Linked DNA regions of Gossypium arboreum: all the other regions are linked to region 2. Evidence: chromatin contacts called from public Hi-C data. All regions are on one chromosome and are shown on one strand. The core of a region is the stretch at or near the end of the contact, and the rest is flanking DNA. Distances in the headings are between cores, read along the strand shown.

The links. Hi-C and Micro-C count contacts between places; a contact is called where the count stands out from the background.
Region 1: a contact with region 2 is called in a Hi-C map of leaf, with 4 times the contacts expected there. The contact joins the promoter of LOC108457615 here to the promoter of LOC108458555 in region 2. A contact is called at or near these places in 2 of 5 Hi-C or Micro-C datasets (both in leaf).
Region 3: a contact with region 2 is called in a Hi-C map of leaf, with 4 times the contacts expected there. The contact joins the promoter of LOC108460714 here to the promoter of LOC108458555 in region 2. A contact is called at or near these places in 2 of 5 Hi-C or Micro-C datasets (both in leaf).

Annotation. Positions count from the first base shown.
Region 1 is chr4:59,823,028-59,827,359 of ASM2569848v2, forward strand. LOC108457615 reads right to left here and starts at 1,935. Exons shown (of 3, transcript XM_017756655.2): 1 at 717-1,935; 2 at 535-614; 3 at 9-434. The coding sequence starts at 1,610. The coding sequence ends at 341.
Region 2 is chr4:60,459,641-60,463,786 of ASM2569848v2, forward strand. It overlaps LOC108458555 (DNA-3-methyladenine glycosylase), which reads left to right and starts at 2,754. Exons shown (of 6, transcript XM_017757971.2): 1 at 2,754-3,112; 2 at 3,399-3,470; 3 at 3,619-3,742; 4 at 4,093-4,146. The coding sequence starts at 2,786.
Region 3 is chr4:59,602,834-59,607,476 of ASM2569848v2, forward strand. It overlaps LOC108460714, which reads right to left and starts at 2,099. Exons shown (of 3, transcript XM_017760319.2): 1 at 967-2,099; 2 at 791-870; 3 at 344-690. The coding sequence starts at 1,857. The coding sequence ends at 597.

The DNA.
Region 1 (4,332 bases), core at 685-3,184, 640 kb before region 2:
AAACCAAATTTCGCCCTTAAGTAACATCATAACATTAATATGTACACAAAGGATATACATCCTCAAGGAGACACTATCCGCCCCGACATACTTTAAGTTTCTGGAAGGCAACATTTTCATCATTGTCATTATTATAAGTCTAAAGGGATAGTTTGGATATTGGCAAACAAGACAACAGAGACACAGTCCAAGTTTCAACTTTAAAACCATGAACCAGCAGACCAAGATCAGACTTGCAAAGTCTTATAAATCTTTCACAAGAAAATAGTTGAAAGAATAAGTCTTCATGAAGTTCCAATAATTCAAACCCAAAGACTTCCTCGTTTCGGAATAAAATTAATCATATTCCAAAACCAAATACTGCCCGTATCTTATTGAAAATAAGGTCTCTCCAACCTCTCTCAGTGTTCTCCACCACAGTTGCATTCCCATATCTGCATCACAAATCAAAGCAAAAACAAACACAGAATCGATAACTAAATTCAGTAAGTAAGAAATTAGCCATGCTACGCAATAAAACAAACAAAAACCAACCTGTCCTCCTCGGGAACATCTGAATGCGTGAGATTGATTACAGTAACCCCAGGCTCAGGCTCATTGAAAACAAGTCTTACCTGCAACAATAACAACCACCCAGTAAAGATAAGCCATCATCCGACCACACTGCATTCCCAAAAACCTGGAGAACAGGCAAAAGCGGAATCCATTAAACTTACTGTAGAATCAATCCCGTCGGACCAACTCCCAAATCTCCATCTCTGAGCAATCAATTTCCCTTCTTCCAACTCCAAGTTAATTCCAGTAACCGATCCATCGAAAATACTAAATTGGCCACCGACTTCTTTACTTATCCTAGCATTACTCTGACTAAACCCTTTCCATCTATTCTCATCCATCAAAATCTCGTACATATCCTTAGCTCTACAATTAAATTTCTCCGACATTGTAATCGTCTTAAACCCTTTCTTCCCTTCCTTCTTCACTTCTTTTTTGGCTTCCTTCTCCACCCCAACTTTCTCCTTAGACATCGCAGCTGAGTTACTATTACTAGTAGTAGTAGTTGTATTTTTCGGAGCCGATTTCTTGGCTTCCAATTCATCTTTAACGGGACCACCTTTCGCCATAGCTTTTACAAAATCACTCACTTTCTCCAAAACCAAAGGCTTCCCATTGGCCAGCATCGCTTCCTTCAAGGCTTTACCAATGGGTCCTTCGTCTTTAGTCGTCACCTTAACTTCCGGATCCTCGCCAGCATTCTCATCCGAAATGTACGGAATCTCGAGATTACCTTCAGCTTTCAACAGCGTCTTCCCTTCCCCATCTTTGGCTTCGCCTTCCCAGGATAAACTCAAACTGATTTCATATCCGGGAATGATTTTACCCTTGCGAACATTAACATAGGCTTCGCCATCGACCTTTTCGACCTTCTTGGTCTTGATGCTGAGAATACCTTGGCAATCAAGGATGGTGAGATCGGAAAGCGATTTGGTGAAGAACGTTTTAGACCAAGGGAGGCAATCGGTTTCAGCCCAGTGCCAGTTGTGGACATTAGCACCGTCAGGTCTTTCCTCCACGATCCATCGCTTGCCGCCTTCGCCGTACTTGGCCATTGATGGAAAAATCAAGACGAGGGTGTCTTAGGGATTGAGAGAGATATGAGGATAATGGAAGAGAAAGCTTAAAAGAAGCAATTGGGTGGGAGGGGCTGCTCTGGAGGGTTCGGGCGGGAGGTGGAAGAATCCAGAAATATGGGATGGATATATAAAACTAATTATCTTTGGAAGGATCTAGAGACTTCACTACGAGGAACTTTGGGTTTTGTTGTCGATGTTGCACAGAGCTTGGTACAAACAGAAAGGCTCACTATTACTTGGAGAAAGGGAAAAAAAAAAGTCTCAGACGGACGTTTAGCAGGAACGAGGAGATGTAATTAATAATTAGTAGTTGAATTTAAATAAATCAGTTGCCCTTTACTTGTTATTAAAGTATCTAATTGATAATTTATTTAATTTAGATAGGTATCCAAATAATAATATTTGAGTTTAATACATGTAATCTGATACAAATTATAATATAATCATATTTAAAACAATCATGCAAAATTGAATTTAAATGTTACAACAATTAAATATTAGACCGGTTATCATTCTTATATTTTCTTTTGGTACATAGCAAGAAAGTAGATTAATGGCATGAGAAATTGATAATGGTTTTTTATACTGAAACTCCTCACATTTTCAATATAGTAAACAATATGGTTCCGAAGATCCGATACAGCGAAATTTTGTAGAAAACTTAAAAGTAAGTGTAATAAATGAAATGGTAAAGAAACGGTTTGACTTGTACAAAAGCTATTTTGAGAGAATGTGACAGATAGATTTTTGGTATAAAGTGGCCAACTTATAGATTCAAAAATATTGAAGTCGAATTGAAGAATTAGAAGTAGGTAATGATTGTTGGACCTGAGGATGACTTGGAATGAATATTATATAATGGAAGTCACATTAGGGAATAAAGTTTAAAATTTAAAAAGTATAAAGATTTAAAGTGTAAATTACTCAATAATTTTTGAATTGAATTGAATAAAAAATTAAGGACTTAAAGTGTAAATTACTCAATAAAATTTTTATTTTGTCAAGAATGTTCGTAAATGCAAAATTTATGTACATATTATTAATTATGGACATTTAAAAGTTTTAAGTACCTCGAATAAAATAAAAAAGTGATAAGACAAAAGATAAAAAAGGTTAAAGTAGAATTGTACCACATAAAAAACATCTTGGTCATTTTATATAATATAATTGTGAGATATTAAATCATTAGAACAATTTGGAGCCATTAAATGAAATATTACTTGAAGAATAAATGTGGGCCACACATTTTTAAAAAAGGAAGGACTTTGACATTTGACTTAGTTAATTTGGGTTGAATAAAAAAGAAGCTTACTCCCCTATTCAATTTTCTCATCTTATTCTCTTTTCATTTTTTTATATTTTCTTTAAATTCATCCAAAAATTTAATTACCCGCCTTACTTTCTTACTAAAACTAAGAAATCTTCCTTTAAGCTTAATTTGTAATATTTAATACTCAATCTAATCATTAGGTTCCACTTACAAGATGTCACATTAGTTATCGAAATAACTATAATTAAATACAATTTAATACAACATGAAACATACTAATATTTATATTACTTATTTAAAATATATTATACAATCATTTTCGGATTTTATATGAGCTTACGAAAGCTCTTTTGCTAACCAAAGGTTGAATTAGGTCTAAACTATAAATTTTTTTTTGACAAAGAATTCAAAATATGAATAATATTTCAAAACTTTCAAACATCCTAGAAAATGCTTTAATAGAATATATTTGACAAAGTTCTGAAAATAAATTTAAACTCTTGAACTTAATCAAAACCATTTCAAATTAATTGAAAAACTACTCCCTACAAGAAGTATCGATGTTTTTCAAAATGTATCGATACTTCATCTTTTTATTGATATCAAATCTACTTTCTGTTTTGAATCAAAAAAATTGAACACGAATAATAAGTATCGATACCTTGAAAATTATATCAATGCTTATTAAATTTTATCGATACAAAAAATTTACATCGATACCAATTTTGAATTCTATTTTTCATGATCTATTCAATAATGTCAAAAAGTATCGATACCCATAAAATTATATCGATACCTTTTACCAGGTATTGATAAATCATCTTTGGTATAGTTGGAAACTAATTTTAACGGTCACTAAATCAGACATTAAATGTCTCTAGTATTGATACTCGTACAAAAAGTATTGATACTTTTTGTTGCAGGTGAATTTAATGGTCCGGTATTTCCATCCCAATGACTTTATTTATTCTCCCAACAACCACAACAATTGGAAATGAATTAGAAGGTATAAATACCAACTTCTGATGGTCCTACAACTATAAGAAATATAATCAAGCCTAAAGATCAATCATTTCAACCTTAGTGTTCAATTCTTTCATACTTTTCTTGTATACACTTGTGAGCTTTTATTGTTATTCTTTAACTCAAGTGTATTCTTGTTTATTTGTGCTTTATTGACAAACATTCTGATCTTGTAAGGATTATTTCTTAGTTTTTTTTTCTTGTTTATTTGTGCTTTATTGACAAACATTCTGATCTTGTAAGGATTATTTCTTAGTTTTTTTTTTTTGTAATTCTTTGAGAGGGTTTGTCTTAAGATTTGGGTAGAAATTTTAAGAGAGATATAAGGTTAAACCTTATCCTCAAAGGTTGAATAAATTAGTGAATTTGGAAAAATCATTAGTTGTGGAAAGCTAAGGTAGTGGA
Region 2 (4,146 bases), core at 1,504-4,003:
AATGACTCAAAAGATGATTAGAAGGTATTTTGGCTAAATGGAAAAAAGAATTTTTTTTTTGCTTGGCTTTTTTTTTCGTAAAAATTTACCAAAATATGTAAAATGAGCTCAAAAGTACTAATCAATTGAAATTTTTATTAATGGGTTCCCTGACTATTTTTAAAATTTTAACCTCATCTTTTGTTTTTTTCACAATTGTTTTCTCATGATTTTTTTTAAATACGAGAGAGAGAAAATAAAACGATACCTGTAAAGAATTCTAGCTCTGATACCCAATGATGTGAACCTCGTATGCAGTCAAGATTATGAGTCACAATTTAAGTTGCCCAATTGTTTCTAAATAGGATCAAACTCGAAATATAGCAAAAGATAGGAATAAAAGAAAAATAGCAAACAAAATGGTAAATGATATAACTTTCGAACTCAAAAAAAAATCTTAAAAATGAACTTATGCTATATAATAACGAGACCCAGTTTTTATAAAGATGATTAATATTTTGATAGGTTTGGAAATTGAAGAAAAACCGACCCACTATTTATATATGAAATAGGAACCAACTGTATAAGGGTGATCCCCACTCTTTAGAAATAGAAATGATTGAAATGATAAGACCGATTAAGTTTTGAACGCCATAAGACAATTCTTGATAAGTTTGGGTTTATTTCTTAAAGAAAAAAAAGATAACTCTCAAATATATATTAAAAATGTTCATTACCCTATTACAAAGTACTTGACCGAATATATATAGGGCCTTAGAAAACGAATGGTCATTTCAGCCATTAATGTGAATACATGAATTAAAATAATACATTAATCCTAAAGTTCATCAATCCAAATATTCAAAGAATACAATGAACAACCATATACATTCCCCTTGTCGTCCATGCACCTTGATGATGAATTCGGTGGCTGCATTTAACTCGTTGCAAGAGAGTTCATGCATGGGAAGAAGTTAATTGACCAAATTCATGTAAGACCCTTTGGTGACCGAAAATTTCATATATGTGAAGGAGTTTGAATGGACACTTGATGAATGTTCATGCAGCTTAATCCTTAAGGATTTGCACCTTTTTTGTGACTGTTCGGTTTTGTATGAACCTTGGAGAACGAACAGACCTAGTTTAAAGCACCTTAATTCCATATTCCTTAGCTGAATGAACAACTCCTTGTAACCCTTTAGGTGACCAACCATTTGTTGTTCCTAGAACAAAATAAAGACATATTAAAGACAAAAATAAACATAACAATTAAATTGTAACAAAAAAGACATGATAATGACATAACAAACTAAGACATTTTTAAAACACAATAGGACACATTAGATATAAAACTAATGATGTAATGAAAATTACAATATTTAATATTTAAATAATAAGACACACATTGAAACAAAAAAGTATGATTTTAAAAAGTTATGGAATTAAGACAAAGTAAAATGGATGATTGAGCTTCAAAATTTCACATGCAAAATGTTGCATGAACTTGGGTCTTTAATAGATGCCAATTAAATATTGAACTTGTCATATTCAGCCCAAACGTGTTGGATCAAACCTACAAGTGCTTCTTTGAATCTCTTAGTTCTAGCCCGTATCATAGGCCTAATAGGAATTTTAATTGGACCATCAGAAATATCTTACATCCTATCTCTTAGAGCCTCGTCAACATATATCCTAAATGGTATGGAAATGGGCAGCTTGATGTTTGGCCCAATTAACATTCCAAAGATCACGTCACTAAATAATTTAATAATAATAAAATTATATGATATAATATTAATAATATATAAAGAAATAAAAAGTATGACAACTAAAAAATCTTTCCATCACATTCCATTTTGAATGGCTTAGATTTAATTCTTTCCTATGTTATCCAATGGCCCTGACAAAATTTTCATATCTTTCTTTAATTAAAATTTAAACAATTATCAACTCTTTTTGTAATAATTGCACTCTATGTTCTTTCACATTTTCCCACCAATTCAATTTAATTCTTTATACTTTAAATCTTTCATTTTATTCTAACACTTTTTATAACCTTACAATTTAGTTTATACCCTAAATTAATATTTTTCAATATATTAATCTTTTCAATTCCTCAAGTATCTAATTATCTTTTCTACTAACACTAATAATTCTTATTTTATTGACTTCAAAATTCTAAGTCATATATTCTTGAATTAACACTATTTACGATTAAGGGATTTTAGGGACATTACAATAATTTGGAAAATATAAAATAAAAATTTAAATTTTGGAAGGTGATTAAATTAATAAATTTCAATATTATAGTAACAAATCAATTGACATTATCAAGAGATAAAAAATTTCAACAATTTATTTAATTTATTTTGATGTTTTGAAATTTAAATTTTAATATTTTAAAAAGAATTTTAGAATTTTGACAATGGGATAAGCAAATACAATTTGACAATTTTGTGTATTATTTTAGTTTCTATCACTATTTCACTTTAATGCTTGATGTTTTATTTACACCAATCAATATTTAAAAAGATATTATTTTTAAGTCACCAAACTTAAAGCGACTCGAAAGTTGAGTGACAAAAATGAAAATACAGATATGTTATAACATGTACAATTAACTACCGTTACAGCTGGTGATTGAAATGAAACTGCCCTAAAAGTTAGATAACAAAATTATAAAAATTTAATTTTAGGTGATCAAATTGAAAATATTCTAAAAGTTGTGTGGGTCGTTTACCCAAAAAGTCAAAAGTAGAACCCAACCCTTCAAATTCTGACCAATATAAAAAAATTCAATATCCTTATGTCTCTTTCAGCTCCAACACTTTTGGTCCAGATGAACCCAACTCACCAATTTAAACCAGTTGCTTCGAAATCCAGGAAAACAGTTCGGTCGAGCCAATGCCTGGAAGGACGGACGAGTCACAGTTCCAAAGCAGTGACCGTTAGGACCCGGACCAAACCAAGCCGTAAACAAACTCGGCCGCAATCTTCTCCGGTTTCTCTCCCTTGTTTTCGCAATACCACGATACTGCCCCCGGAGTTCTTTCAAATTGACGCTCTTGATTTGGCGCCACGTTTGCTTGGCAAGTTTTTAAGGAGAGATGATGTTGTTCTTCAAATCACTGAGGTAATTTTTGGTGCATTTTTGCTGACTTTCTTCCTAAATTCTTTTAGCTCTTCGGAAAATCGAAATGGAAGTTCGAAATTTGTACTTTTTGGGTGTTGGGGCTTTCATTAATTTGAGCAGTTGAATTTTGTTCAAAGCCCATTTTATTTGCTTGCTGAGAAGAAAACCAAAGAAAAACAAAGGCTACCTACTAATTGGGTCTGGTCAAAGTTTCATATTCCCCCCACCAATTAATTTTAATTCCATTGTTATGCATTTTCTTATTTGAATCATTATGTTTTAACAGGTAGAGGCTTATAGGCCAAATGACTCAGCTTGTCATGGTAGATTTGGAGTCACGGCAAGAACAGCCCCTGTTGTGAGTTTAGCCCTTTTGCTTTCATCTTTCACATGTGCTTGCTAATCTGATCATTGCTCCAGTAATACCTTGATGGTTTTAACACTATTTATGTTTATTTTGGTACTAATAATAATAGATATTGAGATCCTCTATGTGGTTGTTGTAGTTTGGTCCTGGAGGGCATGCTTATGTTTATCTTTGCTATGGACTTCATACGATGCTCAATGTTGTTGCTGACAAAGAAGGAGCTGGGGCTGCAGTGTTAATACGTGCATGCGCTCCGGTGTGTGGTACGTTATCATATTATTATCTTGTATTAACTAAGTATCTGTTACTTCTATAATCATCTGCTTTGTTTGTTATCTATTAAATTGCTAATGTTTCTTATTATTGTAGCCTATTTAGCCTTTCATTGTTGTGAATGCGTAGTTGATGATCCCTTGAATTGTCCTTATTTAATTATTTGCAATCGCCTACTTTAACATCTCATAATATAGTAACTGTTAAGAATTTTTGTGGGAATATTCATTTCTAGTTTTCTTGTCCTTCATAAAAATCTCGAACTTTACATGCTTTCTATCTTTGGGTCAGAAAACAAAACATAATGTTTGTTGAAGGCAATATGTGAACCCCGTTGCAGGTTTGGAGACTATTCAGGAGCGTCGTGGTCAGCAAACTGAAAAGCCTATTCTTC
Region 3 (4,643 bases), core at 849-3,348, 860 kb before region 2:
AAATCTACATTAACTAGATTGTTAATTTGCTTGAAAATAAATAATCACAAACTACGCAGAGAAAATTCATTGTAAATCATGGACAACATAATGAAGCATTCCACAAACTTCACATTGCCCGTGAGCGATTGATCATTCTAAGACCCAATGCAAAAAAGAAGCCTGTATGCTTCTAACAGAAGAAAGAGAACAATAAAATTTGAGCTTAGTTTTCAGTATCATCAAGATCAACACATTAAAGCAGCAGAGAATTAAACCATTCACTCTTAAGTAACATCGTAACACTAACATATACTTAAAGTATATATATATCCTCAAGGAGACACTATGCGCACTGACAGACTTATAATGAAGTTGCTGGCAAGGCAACATTTTCATCATTCTCATTAAAGGGGATAGATTAGATATCGGCAAACAAGACAACAATGACACTCAGTCCAAGTTTCAACTTTAAAACCATGAACCAGTAGACCAAGATCAGACTTGCAAAGTCTTATAAATTTTTCACAATAAACTGAAAGAAAGAAGTGTTCATAAAGTTCCAACAATTCAAAACCAAAAAAGAAAGACTATTCCTCGTTTCGGAATAAAATAAATCATATTCCAAAACCAAATACTGCTCGTATCTTATTGAAAATAAGGTCTTTCCAACCCCTCTCAGTGTTCTCCACCACAGTCGCATTCCCATATCTGCATCACAAATCAAAGCAAAAACAGAAGTAAAATCAATGACCCAATTCAGAAAGTAAGAAATTAGCCATCTTGCGCAATAAAACAAATAAAAACCAACCTGTCCTCCTCGGGAACATCTGAATGCGTGAGTTTGATTATAGTAACCCCAGGCTCAGGCTCATTGAAAACAAGTCTTACCTGCAACAACAACCCATTAAAGATAAGCCATCATTCGACCACACTGTATTCCCAAAAACCTGGAGAACAGGCAAAAGTGGAATCCATTAAACTTACAGTAGAATCAATCCCGTCGGGCCAGCTCCCAAATCTCCATCTCTGAGCAATCAACTTCCCTTCTTGCAACTCCAAGTTAATACCAGTAACCGATCCATCGAAAATACTAAATTGACCACCGACTTCTTTACTTATCCTAGCATTACTCTGAGTAAACCCTTTCCATCTATTCTCATCCATCAAAATCTCATATATATCCTTAGCTCTACAATTAAACTTCTCCGTCATTGTAATCGTCTTGAACCCTTTCTTCCCTTCCTTCTTCACTTCCTTTTTGGCTTCCTTCTCCATCCCAACTTTCTCCTTAGACACTGCAGCTGAGTTACTATTACCAGTAGTAGTATTAGTTTTGGGAGCCGATTTCTTGGCTTCCAATTCATCTTTAACGGGGCCACCTTTCGCCATAGCTTGAACAAAATCCCTCACTTTCTCCAAAACCAAAGCCTTGCCTTTGGCCAGCATCGCTTCCTTCAAGGCTTTACCAACGGGTCCTTCGTCTTTAACCGTCACCTTAACTTCCGGATCCTCTTCAGCATTTTCATCCGAAATGTACGGAATCTCGAGGTTACCTTCAGCTTTCAACATTGTCTTCCCTTCCCCATCTTTGGCTTCGCCTTCCCAGGATACACTCAAACTGATTTCATATCCGGGAATGACTTTACCCTTGCGAATATTAACATAGGCTTCGCCGTCGACCTTTTCGACCTTCTTGGTCTTGATGCGGAGATTACCTTGGCCGTCAAGGATGGTGAGATCCGAAAGCGATTTGGTGAAGAACGTTTTCGACCAGGGGAGGCAATCGGTTTCAGCCCAGTGCCAGTTGTGGACGTTAGCACCGTCGGGTCTTTCCTCCACGATCCAGCGCTTGTCTCCTTCGCCGTACTTGGCCATTGATGAAAAAATCAAGACGACGGTGTATTAGGGATTGAGAGATATGTGAGGATAATAATGGAAGGGAGAGCTTAAAAGAAGCAATTGGGTGGGAGGGGCCGCTCTGGAGGGTTCGGGGCGGGGAGGTAGAAGAATCCAGAATGTGGGATAGATATATAAAACTAATATTTTTGGAAGGATCTAGAAGACTTCACTACGAGGAGCTCGTCTGCTTTTAGGGTTTCTTTGCTGATGTTGTGCAAAGCTTATGGCATGTTTGGTACAAATATTGTAATTTTAAAACATCCCTTATAAAATAAAACATTGATTTACTTAAATATGTTTGATTATGGATTTGTTGGCTTTACCACCCAATGAAAAGTTGAAATTGTATATTATATCATCATTTTAAATAAAATTGGTTAAATTACATTAATATTATTAAATTATTAATAAATTTATATTTTGGTCATTAAACTTCAAAGAGTTTCAGAGTGATCACTAAATTATTTCAAAATTTTTATTTAAATCATTAAACAATTTAAAAGTTTTTTTAAGTCACTAGACTATTAAGTTATTAAAAAAAAAGTTTAGTTAACAAACTCTAAGCGATGTTTCAATGAACGATATGTGGATTAGTATCCATCGACAAGTATAATAACATATCTTAGATCCAAGTCGATTTAATAGTTATTGTCGAAAATCGAAAAAGAAAATTGTTTGGATTTTGGTTTGCAAGTTTGTGGCGTTCAAAGCTATTTCATAAAAAAAAAAACTTAATTGTAGAAAGGAAGGGGAAGGAAAGCTTTTGATTGGTGCATATGGGGCTAATAAAAAAGGTCATACAGTAGTGATTTTAACAACCCAATGACTTAAATGAAAACTTTCGAATAGTTCAATCACCATTCTATAGATTTTTAAAGTTGAGTAATCAAAATGTAAATGTACTAATAGTTTAGTGACGGTGAGTATAGTTTATCCAATAATTTAATTGAGAGATATAATTAAATTTGTTTTAATTGATTAAATAAATAATATTTTGGGAACATAAAACTCATATTAAGTTGGATAAATTATATAAGTTACTTTAAAGACTATATAACAAATATATAGTTGTACCTAATATAAGAAAAACCTAATAAAGCCCACTTGTATTATGGTGGGTAGCACATTGGAATATTCCTAGTGTGTGTGCCACTCACCATGTGATGTCTTAATGGGAGTCTGTATTTTCTATTAAAATTGTATTATTTTTGTCTCCTCTTATTCAAATAGAACTCTTGTGCATTTTCTTTATAAAAAGGGACTATGGGATAAGTAAACAACATAAAACTTTAAATGTAGTCACTTTGTCGAAAATTAGTGAGATCTATTTTTCCAAATAAATTCTTTTTTTTGTGAAAATTCAATTTTTTTTTCTTGTCTATAAAGAGAATTAAATTTTCATTATGTGATTTGTAACACCCCTCACCCGTATTCAATGCTGGAATAGGAGTACGGAGCATTACCAGACTTATAACATATTCAAACATACATTTCACATACAATTAATCAAATCATATATATTTTATTTACAACCAATCATTGTGTCCCTAATACGAGCCTACGAAGCCCTAAACATACATTGGGAGTGGTTCGGGACTAAACCGATAACTTTGTAAACTTTTTGAACACTTAAGAATTTTTCTCAAAAACAAGGGACACACGCTCGTGTGTCTCACACGGCCAACAGGCACGCCTGTGTCACAAGCTGTGTGGACATTCGAGTTGGGAGTACATAGCCGTGTCCCAGCCCGTGTCCGACCCCATGTAACTCTCTGACTTGGGTTACATGACCAACACATACACCAGTGTGGCTAGCCCGTATGCCCTAAAAATGGTCATTCACACCCGTGTGCTAAGCCGTGTGCTAGGCCATGTGCCAAACCTGTAGGGTATACTGACTTATGCCACATGGTCAAGTCACACGCCTGTGTGTGAGGCCGTGTGGAGCATATTGACTTGATTTTAATTTCAACATCAGGGGACACACAGCCATGTACATGATCGTGTATCACACACGGCTGAGACACGCGCTCGTGTCTCTGTCCGTGTGGACAAAAATATGCTATTTACCAAGCCATTTTGCCACCCAAACTTCTTCACACCTATATTAACCCAAATGGCACCAAAACATAACATTAAAAGGCATTTTAATCAACCAATTCAGCCATACCTCATGCACATTATTTTAATCAACCAATTCAGCCATACCTCATGCACATTCTATTATTTCATTCTCCATGCACACAAATCACAAATATATGCTATACCATTTATACCAATTCACATTTATAAATCAACTAATTATACACTTCTAAACTTGCATCATTTTGCATCAAAACCACAAGCATGTAACTACTCTAAAATCAACCACTTAACATCCTAATCTTTATAATTCCCAAGCATTATATATTCATCCATAAACTCACAACACAAAACATATATGCACATATTTATACATAACCAAAACAACCAAATTAAGCCAACTCTCATGGCTATATTCACAAGTCAAAACATAAACATTTACAAGACAATTCTAATGGCCAAAATCATTATTAACTCATAATCAAAATGACCAAAACCCTATACATGCCATATAACTAAAACATAAGCTTAAAAGTACCAAATTGATAGCTTGATAGTGTGATGAAGACTCCGACGATCCCCAAATCTGAGCTAGCTTAGAAATCACTATAAAACATGGAAAAATAAATAATGTAAGCTTTATAGCTTAGTGAGCTCGTATGAAATAATTAAACAAATTT